Regions from separate parts of the Gossypium arboreum genome. Here regions 1 and 3 are each linked to region 2. A link is a contact called in public Hi-C data. All regions are on one chromosome and are shown on one strand. Each heading gives the region's core, a stretch centred on a gene start, on an enhancer-like site or on the middle of the called end of the contact. The rest is flanking DNA. Distances are from core to core; before and after follow the strand shown.

The links. Hi-C and Micro-C count contacts between places; a contact is called where the count stands out from the background.
Region 1: a contact with region 2 is called in a Hi-C map of leaf, with 2.1 times the contacts expected there. The contact joins the promoter of LOC108476291 here to the promoter of LOC108474561 in region 2. A contact is called at or near these places in 2 of 5 Hi-C or Micro-C datasets (both in leaf).
Region 3: a Hi-C map of leaf shows a contact between it and region 2, with 3 times the contacts expected there. The contact joins the promoter of LOC108474666 here to the promoter of LOC108474561 in region 2. A contact is called at or near these places in 2 of 5 Hi-C or Micro-C datasets (both in leaf).

What each region holds. Positions count from the first base shown.
Region 1 is chr3:11,788,351-11,791,902 of ASM2569848v2, forward strand. It overlaps LOC108476291 (3-ketoacyl-CoA synthase 6), which reads right to left and starts at 1,566. Exons shown (of 1, transcript XM_017778463.2): 1 at 1-1,566. The coding sequence starts at 1,390.
Region 2 is chr3:11,991,358-11,995,007 of ASM2569848v2, forward strand. It overlaps LOC108474561 (protein PTST homolog 2, chloroplastic), which reads right to left and starts at 1,776. Exons shown (of 8, transcript XM_017776526.2): 1 at 968-1,776; 2 at 351-516; 3 at 1-63. The coding sequence starts at 1,551.
Region 3 is chr3:12,219,213-12,222,779 of ASM2569848v2, forward strand. LOC108474666 (pentatricopeptide repeat-containing protein At1g05670, mitochondrial) reads right to left here and starts at 1,989. Exons shown (of 3, transcript XM_017776659.2): 1 at 1,816-1,989; 2 at 1,122-1,315; 3 at 1-748. The coding sequence starts at 606.

The DNA of each region.
Region 1 (3,552 bases), core at 316-2,815, 200 kb before region 2:
CCGCACTGTTACACTTGAATCCACTCCCAAAAGCAATCTGCCAAATCCTATCTCCCTTTTTCATCCTCCCTTTTGCCTCAAGGTAGCTCATCTCGTACCACAAGGATGAGGAGGAGGTGTTTCCGAATCTGTGCAATGTCATCCTAGATGCCTCTACGTGTTCTGCTGACAGCTGCAGGTTCTTTTGCAGTTCATCTATCACTGCTCGCCCTCCAGCATGGATGCAGAAGTGCTCAAACGCCAGCTTGAAGTCTGGGATATAAGGCTTCCACTTGGGGTTGAAGATTTTACGCCCGATCAGAGTGAGAAGAAATAGAAGTTGTTCTGACCCTGGAAGCACCAAAGGCCCTATTGTGGTAATGTTGGATTTTAAAGCCTCTCCAGCTATAGCCATGAGATCTTTAGATAATGATATCCCAACTTTGCCTTCTTTGTCTTCTTCTTCAAACACGCATCGGTAGGCCTTGTCATCAGCTCCTTTGTGGGTTCGAACAACGTGGACAAGTCGGTACTTGGCTCTCCGCCTCTCTGAGCGGCGGTTTGACAACAGGATTGCTGCACCACCCATGCGGAAGAGACAGTTGGGAAGGAGCATAGCTCTTTCTTTACCCTGGTAGTAGTTGGGAGTGATGATCTCTGTGCTGACAACAACTGCATTAGAATTCGGGTGTACTTGGAGAAGATCCCGAGCTAAATCAATGGAGATAAGCCCCGCACTGCACCCCATTCCCGAAAGATTAAAGCTCTTAATGTTACTCCTCAGCTTGTATTTGTTGATCACCATAGCAGACAAAGATGGCGTGGGGGAGAAGAGACTGCAGTTGACAATAAGAATATCAATGTCTTTAGGTTTCAGCCCCGTTTTCTTGAACAAAGAATCCATAGCTGAGAAAATAACAACCTCAGCCTCGCCTCTAGCGGCCTCCATGGTTGGCTTTGGAGGGATGTAATGAATAGCAGGAGGCAAACAAGTCTCTTCACCCAGCCCAGACCGTTCCAGAATCCTCATCTGGAACTCCACGCTCTTAGGATTGTTGCTCAAAATCAACCTGGAGTGCTCCATGAAAGTGGCAAAAGGAACCCTGCAAGTCACAGGAGGCTTGTAGCATGCATAATCCACAAGGTAGATGCATCGTGGCTTGGACATGAAGTAAACAGTGGCAATAAAAATGATGAAGAAAGAAGAGCACAATATCTGAATAAGATCAAAATGGAGGGAATTCCATAGGTTAATAATCTCTTCAGGGCCTAAACGAACAACTTCAATGAGGATCCCAACCATGACAGGAACCAACAAGAGAGTAAGAAAATGATCCACAACGTATTGGTAGCCAAGCTTAACATACTTAAGCTTGACAGAGCTGGAGAAATCGGGCGAGGCTGGAGGCATATTGCAAGAGATAGAGAAATAATTAAGAAGATAAGAAAAAGAGGTGTGGGTACATAAATGGAGCAGAGGAGAGGGAGGATTTAAAGGCAAAAAGGAAGAAGCAAAGAGGGAGAGGGTCAGTGGGCAGATGAGAGGAATAAATGAAGCAGTGGCATCACTCAACGCCCACTTAACTCCCTCAATTAAATTTTCCTAACTCCCTTTATATCCGTGTTCTAACTAAATACTTGCTTTCACCAATAACCTCTCTTTTGCTCTATCCGTCTCCTTTAATTTTGTGCTTACTTGGTGTTTTTTTCATTAATTATAACCAACCATCTCATCCCCCTGTTTCTTCCTTCTTCACACTCCATCTCTCACCCTTCATTGTTTTAGGTCTACATTATTTAGTTAGTCTTTAATTTTCTTTTTACTCAATATTGATAATTATATCTTTTAAGATTTTTATATGAAAAAGTTCTTTATTTCTAACAACTTATACACTTCTCATTTTTAAAATTCAACCTTAATTTTTGAAGGTTTATTTGAATTTCAATGTATAATCTAATAAGATATATAATTTATTTTAATGAAGTTGTAAAATAGAATTAACCAGTTTATGAAAAAGGAAAAAGTAAAAAGGGTTTTTAGTTTTTACTAAGATTTTATAGTTTTGTCTTTTATGTTCCAAGTGCCACTTATATCGCAATCATCCATTTGGAAATTTATAAACACATGTGATGTCAGGCAAGTTTAAATAAATGATTAGTTTTCGAAGGAAAAAAAACAGCATCATGCAACCTAAATATATGTTATTTTGACTTCAACTAATTCATCTCACCAAATTTGGGGGATATTTATGTCCCCACTGTGAAAAACAAGTCAAAGTAAGCCGTGGGTATCAACTTTTTAAGTCCTCTCCCTTCCCATTATTATTTGTTTAAATAGCTTGTGACTCATATAATGTGTAGATTATGTTTAGTTATTTACATTTTAATATTTTTTTAAGTGTAACACAATTACAAAAATAAATATGAGTAATCATAATTAATAAATTATTACAAATTAATTCCTAACATGTAATCTCCTAAATTCTTATTTTTTAATTGTTAAATCATGTCAAGTAAATTAATTTGGTTCACTAGTTATGTGTTCTATTTAAGTGTTAAAGTCATCTGTTCAAATCATTTCCTTTGAATTTTTGTTATTTTTTTCAACCCCTTTCCTTTAACATTTAACTTATATATTATTTTTGCTCAATTGTTGATGTGAAGGAATTTGTTGGTTCAGTGATAAGGTTTTATCTTACCTAGAGGTATTGTGTTTGAATCCTTGTGTGTGCAAAGCAAAAATATTTTTGCAATTTCCTCTGCCTATGGCGCCAAGGAGATAGAAGTGGTGTTGAAATCGAATTCTGGAAATATTCCTAAAATCTCTCCACTTTCTACTGTCCCTCTCTGTCCACTTCTTCACCTCATGTTTTGCTTATTTTGCGCTTTCAGTAAGTTTCTGCCACTCTTTCCTCTGTTGGTTTTCTTTTCTTTTTGTTCTATTCCACATTTTTTCCATAACCAATCTCTTTTTCATTCTCTTTGAAGACGCCTTTTGGCACTGTGTTACTGTTGTATATTGTTTTGTCCTCTTGTCATTTCTTCACTTTTCGTCTCTTCTGTTGTTGAGTTACTTTGCGCCAACGTCTTTTTTAGTCTTAATTGCTGGTCATGGGTGGTAAGGATTTTGATTTAAGACTCGTATTCTGTAAAGGAGTTATTTTTCATATGCTTGGATATGAATTCTTATTTTGGGTGATAATAGTTTGAATGGCTGAAATTATATGATTTAGGTAATTGGAAGTGGCTAATCTTCCGAAAAATTGAAAGCATTAGGAAATTCCTCTTCCATTGAGGAAAGTGATCGGTGCCTTGTTAAGGCCGAATCTTATTGTTAAAAAAATCAATTTGAATGTTTAGCGTTACCACTGATTTATTGGACGAATTTAGTATGACATTTGCTAAATAGTTCATTCTGAATGTCGTTTTTAGGTGTTGGTATTGTTTTTGTTACGTTGGCATAAAAAAGCAACCAGGTGTGTAACGATAATCCTGAAAATCACTAAACGGTATAAACTAAAAAAAAAACCCACCGTTGACGCCATACGAGCTGGGTCAAGTGGGTTGTGTGGG
Region 2 (3,650 bases), core at 526-3,025:
ATTGACTTGGCCAGAACTGCCACTGAATGACATAAGTTTTCTTCTATGAGGACGACCAACTGTCTTTTACAACATAACAAATACAAAAAAGTTACAATTATGATAAATTCCACACCAAGAGGCTGACGATAAAATGAAAACAAAAAGAATCAAGGTTAAAATGGGTGGGACAAAGATAACAGTTGGGGGGACATAATTATCCTAAAAAAGTTTTTAAAAAAATCCTTTATTCATATAAAGTAAAATATGAAACCAAAATAAGCTGAAAAATTATACAGGGATGTAAGAAAGATTTCAAAAAATTATACAAGGATGTTAGAAAGATTTCAAAACTAATAAACGCAACGTACCACATCTGTTGAGGCTTGGACAAGAGACTCTTCTTCAGTACAGTTAGTTTGGGGACAAGTATTGTCACCTTTGTCTCTGAAACCAATCCCAAAATTCATATTCCTTTCTCTCTCTAAGCGACTCAGAATACCCTCAACGCCACAATCATCCTTAGCTGCTACTTCTCTGAACAAACCAAAACTTTTGTCAAAAACCTACCAAGGACACAGAACTCCCAAGACTCCAGCATTCTCCCCATTCCTCTAATTTTAAAAGGAGATAATTGGTTTGCAGGAAAAAGTATAAGCTCATTCAAGGCAACACATTTATCTTAGCAATTGTGTTTATATATCCCAAACATCACAAAAATATAAGCACAAGATTGATTCTTTTAACATCATAACGCAGTCAATTTCAAATAATATCTCACAAGCAATAACAAGTCCAAGCAAATTACCTTTTACACAGCAATGAAAGATTAAACATTTGTAACAATTCGTTCTAAACACGGGAATGGTAAACTACAAAGAATAAATTTCAACAAGGCATTCGAATAACAAGTGCAATAACTAACTTTTCCACACAAGAAAATAAAAATAGACTAAGCAAATAAAATCCCAAGAATTAAAGATCTCACAGTGATCTACCAGACGAGGAGGTTGAGCTAGAAGAATTAACAGCCAAATAAGAAGTCCCACTAATTTCAACTTCACTTTGAGCCCTTTCTTGAAAAGTCTGGTTATCCCATTTCTTCTCCTTCTCCAAAAGGTCCCAATCCTTAACACCAGCTTCTGGGAACCCTTTTTCTTGAAATCCATGTTCTTCATCATCATCATCCAAGTCCCAGCCCATAGCAAGCCACCCTCCTTGTCTCTTAATCCCCTCAACCAGATCCATCCTCCCAGCATCAGCCAGCTCTTTCTTGCTTGGAAAAGCCTCAGGTTTGTCACTATTTTTCATGAACTCCAATATATCTGCCTCCAATGCTAAATCCCCGTCGTTGTCCCACCCTTTCTTGCAACAACAAGACCACCAAGAAACCCTTTTCTTATCTTCCCCAAACACCAACCCGCGAACAAGATTCAGCTTCAGAGACACCGAATTCCCTTTGTTCCCTGGGTTAATCCCGCAGAAACAGGATGGGAAAACCCGAGCACGGAAGTGCGTTAAAAACGAATGAGGCGAGACAGAAGTATAGGTGGAGGAGGTGAAGGTGGCCATGATTCTGGCATTTCTCCAAACACTTGCTGACGGTAAAAAAGAAAACTAATTAAAAAGATTCCATCTTCAGGTATCTTAGGCGTGTAGAGAGGGAAGAGGGGGAAAGAAATGATAGGAAGAAATCAATAAAAGGAAAAGGGTAAAGGGGAGAGAGAGAGGGGCTTAGGCAAGTAACGAACAATACTACCGAAAAGCGTAACCTTCATTTAATGCGGAGGTGGTGGAGCACCGTTTTAGATATATTTTGGGCGGGCAAATTTTCACTAATAATCAATACTTTTTACTACTTCAACTCCATTTTCTTTTAATTAATTCCTCCACTTTTTTCGAAATTTTTGGGATGAAACATTTTCTTCTTTTCAAGTGGATCAAATATATTGTTAGCCCTTTTCCCACATTGCTAATCTCTTACTAGAGGTGTGCATGGCCGGGCCACCTGACCCGGCTTGAAGGTCCGCTCGAAATGTAAGAGGGTTTAGGCAAAAATATAAGCTCGAAAAATGAGTTTAGAGAAAAAATAAAACCTGTTTAAAAACGGGCCGAGCCTCAGGTAAGACATTTTTGGCTCGGGCCCGGCTTGAATTCACTAAATGAAAAAAAATTGATTTTTTAATATTATTTTCTTATTATTTTCTCCCTATTTTGCTACTATTTTACTATTAGGTTGCTATTATTTTGTTGTTATTGTTTGGGTATTATATAAAACTTATTTTATTGTTAATTTTTTATTATTTTAAAGACATTTGTTAATTTTGTTATTATTTTAGAAGCATTTGCTTGTTAAATTGCATCTATTTTAGTGTTATTTAAGTATACATATTTTTAAAATTTATTTTTAATTTGTTGAGAAATATTTATTTTGATATTTTAGTATTTTTGATGGTTTATATATATTTTAAAATTATATAAAATAATATAAAAATTAATATGGGCGGTCGAGTCGGGCTCGGTTTTAACATTTTTATTCGTCGGGCTTGGGTAAAATTTTAGGCCCATTTTTTGGTTTGGGTCGGTCTGGCCTAGCAAGCGGGCTTAAATTTTTAGTTGGGCCCGGTCCGAACCCAACCCGGCCCGACCATGCACACGTCTATCTCTTACTATGTCATCATACATTGTGTGTATTTTTTATTTAATAATAACTATTTTAACCAGAATATTTATTTAGTTATATAATTTTATTTTTACAGATAAGTATCATATAAGTTTTATACTCATGAGTTGAATAAATTTTATTAATAAATTAATTTAATACAATAAATATTTTAATACAATTGGCATGCCAATAGAGTCATATGTAGAAATTAGTTTAGTTAGTTGTTGAGTGATTAAGAATTAGTAATGGATTAGTTGCATAGTTAGGTAGCTAGCAAAGTAGTATAAATAGACACATTGTAATTTAATTCAATGATGAATGAAGATTTTGATGTATTCTTTACATTGCAAGTATTGTATCTTTGACATGCTATTAGTCCCAGGTTTCGATTTTTCTCTTGGTCTCCATGGTTGATTTCTTCAATCTTGCTTATTTTTTCCTTGCAAGTTGCTCATTCATATAGGGCCTGGTTGCTTTTTATTGGACCTTGTTATTGGGCTGTTCTGTTTTGCTTTTGGGCTTTCCTCTAATTTGTTTCATTTTCTTTCTTTCTGTGTTCTCAATAGTGGCGTTATTGTCTCTCAACCATGGATTCTACAGTCATCAATTTCACAAATCCTCTTTAATTGTATCCATCTGGTACGCCAGGAAGTCTACTTGTTTCTCACCGGCTACCTGGTCTCAAGAATTATAGCCTTTAGAGTCATTCAATGCAAATCGTGTTGTTAGCGAAGAACCAATTAGGGTTTGTCGATGGAGATTGTGGTAGAGATGATTTTGATGTTTCTCTTTATTCCCAATGGGATCACTATAACACAATTGTTCATTATTGGATTCTCAATATTGTCAACACTGAGCTTTCGGCAGGATTAGACTTTGCCTCGAGTGCAACACTTGTTTGGCAAGATTGAAAGAACGTTTTAGTAAGATTAATAGTTCACAGATTTTTTTCCTCTATTGTGATATCGCTATGCTTACTCAAGGAGATTCTTCTGATTCTGCATAC
Region 3 (3,567 bases), core at 739-3,238, 230 kb after region 2:
TTCATCAAGCAACCCAACTTCAACGAGAACTTGAAAAAAAACATCAAACACTTTGGGATCTGAACCCCAGTCCTTGTAAGTGTAAATTAATCGTTCAAGGATGTAATTGAGTGATAGACCAATATCCAAATCAGGTTTTGACCAAAAGTCATGAATAAGTTGATGAGCCATTTTTAAATCTTTAGAAGCTACGGCAATTTGGATAACAATGCAACGGGCTTCGAGTATTGGGTCTCTACGCAAGCATGCCCACTCAAAGAAATCCAAAACAAGTCTATATTCACCCTTAATGTTCATCAGAACCCAAATCAAATGATCAGATCTAAATTTTGACTCATAAGGCTTCAGAACACGACAGACGGGCTCAGAACGGCGTAATTTTATTGCATTTGAGATTTGATGCACAAGTTCTGAGTCCTTGACGGTAGGTTTCTTTGGGGAATAATCGGGAAAAGGCCTGGTATTGGCAGAGTCCGACAAGTGGAGTATAGGGCCCAAATATCTTTTGAAGAAAGGTGGACCAGATTTGGGGGCAAAACTTTGGGGATAACAATGAGATAAGAGCTGGAAACAATGGCTCAAGGAAGAGACAGCAAACTTGATCATCTTTGCAGGAAAAACCCATCACGAGAAATTTTGAGAATCTTTGTTCAAGAAGACAGCAATTCCTCTCCATGAAGAAGAAACAGAATGAAGGAACTTTCTCATCACACCATCATAAGGAGAATGCAAATTATCATGGTAAAAGCTGCATATATTAGGATAATAATAAATAGACGTTAGCATAGTAGCAAATCAGTGAAATCACATTTTCAGCAACACTCAATCATTACTAAATGCTAAGTGATATGAAATGCCCACTAATATCATCATTAAGCAACACATTAAATTGATATCCACAAATTTATCACTCTCTTCTCATTTGAGCTAAACTTCGTACATAAACCACATGTCATTATGGAGGTGAAGTCAATAGTTAAACAATGAAGGTAATCATTTTAACAAAAATGTTGGTTCACCTCTCTGACTTGTGCAATCAATAAACATTTCTAATGAATTTGAAATTAATGAAAAAAGAATATATAAATCAAATGCTATTCAAACAGTGAAATTTGAAGTACCTTGTTTTCTCCTTTCAGCAAAACATATTCCTCCGAGTAAAAACTGCTATAGGGAACGAAAGAATTATTTAGCTAATGATGTTATTCCATATGGTGACAGAAGTCACAAAGATCAACACCTCAAGCAAGCCGTATGCAAAACATAAACTCTCATACATCAAAATTTCAACAGCATCTTGTTCAGTGGCCTTTTCCTGATGATGGAGAAAACACTTATATTAGTCAACTGCTGAAATTCCATATTCAGTTCTACTACTGGAAACTTATAAAGAGCCTATTCAATCACCTCTAAAATGTCAAAGCTAAATAAATATATCATCAGTTCCTACTGTTTGTGACGGAAAAGAATTTCAAACCATGTACTAATGAAAGCAGCTAATTTCAACAGCTTAACAACAAATGTACCCTTTTTCTATACCGATATGAATAGTTCTCTCATAGGCAATTCATCAAACATAAGGAGAGTAAACTTAGATTCTTTACCATACGCAATCCACACAAAAAAAAAATTTACTATAATTCTATAATCTCAATTGAATCCATAGAGAAACCCAAGAAACGGCTGGAACAACACATTGCGGCAGATTTTAAAGAGCACCTCAAAGAAAGAAAGAAAAAAGTCGATGGCATAGAAAATAAAAGAAAATAAAATAAAGAAAACCCATTAACAGGAAAACGTGAATGCGACTGATACCTTGAATTCGAAGAAAACCAGTAGGAAGGTGCTTCAGTTGGTTTCCTAGTTCCAAAAGAGGCACGAAGATTTTGCTTCGACTGTTCAGCTACAGAAGTAAAAGAGAGACCAAATTGCAGTAGGTGAGCTGCCAGTTGGGACAGTGCTTCATCGTAGGGGTTGGGCTTCTACATGATTTTCTCGGCTTCTATTGGGCTTTTTATTTATTATAGGCCATCAAATCAAATTCAGTTGGGAATTGGAAAATGTATAAATATATGTAGTAATTCATATTCTCTAATTAAAAGAATGCGAGTACTAATAAAATTAATAAAATAAATAAATTTTCTAAATAAATTTATCTACTTATTCTAATATTTCATATTTGTTAAGTTATTCTCTCTTTAACATTAAACATAAACTCATTTTATTAATAATTGATCCTCAATCAAGTATAAAGATAAATTTTGTGACTTTTGCAGCCTCAACTTTGGAAGTTTGGCTTTAGACCTAACTTCCAAACCTTCCAAGTATATATGCCCTTTTGTCAATCAAGTTCACCCCAACCGATGAGTTTTGTCGAACATGGTTCTAGGATGCAAGAAGAAGAGGAGAAAGAGCTATCATTTCTTTTGTAAGCCTCAGGAAAATGATATGGCTCAAGCCTTTAGCTAGTTACATTTCAAGTACCCTTCCCTTGAGGGTTTTGGGAATTTTACCATCATATAGAAAATGGCCACAACCATCTTGGCCATTCATGTTATTGGCCTACCAGAAGATTGCATTATATGCAGTCAGATGGTTTACCACTAAAAGGTCAATCATCTTTATGACTGTATGTTCATCGCCCAATACCATTGAGAGGGTGATAGATTTCTTGACCGTGATTGGCTGTTTGGCAAAACCATATTGTGAAAAATAAAATAGAATAAAATAAATAAAAATAAAGAACACATAAATTTTACGTGGAAACCCTTTCGGGAAAAAAACCACGGGCAGAGGAGAAGAAAATTCACTATGTCGAAAAATTTTTACTCAAATACAAGAGGAATAGACTATGTCTATTTATAGGCTTGCAAAGCCATATTCTAGTAAGATTGAAACACCTTATCCTAATCAATATAAAATAGATGGAGTTTAATAAGGTTTAAAAACCTTATTCTAAAATAAAATAAAAGAAGTCTAGTTCTATATGGATTTTACTTTTATTTTATTTTCCATCGTATTTTATTTAAATAAGGATTTGGGTCACTTAATTCTAACAATCTCCACCTTGACACAAATTCTCAATGAACAAGTTTTTCATCGCGAACTTTCAATAAACAAGTTCTTCACCTCTTCCAAATAACCCCTTAAGGGTTTAACTTCAACAATGAACACCAACCAAGTCTAAGCAATGCTCAAACTTGGTTATAGGAAGTGACTTAGTCATCATATCTGCAGGATTTTCATGAGTGCTAATTTTGCTCACAACAATATCACCACGAGCAATAATATCACGAACAAAATGATACCGAATATCAATGTGTTTTGTTCTCTCATGAAACATTTGATCTTTTGTAAGAAAGATGGCACTGATCGTCACAAAATATCGTGTCTGATTTGAAGGTCTTTATTGAGTTCACTAAATAGTCCCTTCAACCAAATAGCTTCTTTACAAGCCTCAAGAATCGCCATGTACTCACCTTCATGGTAGACAAAGCGATCGTAGTTTGCAAAGTGGCTTTCCAACTAATTGCACAACCTCCGATTGTAAAGATGTAACTCGTGAGA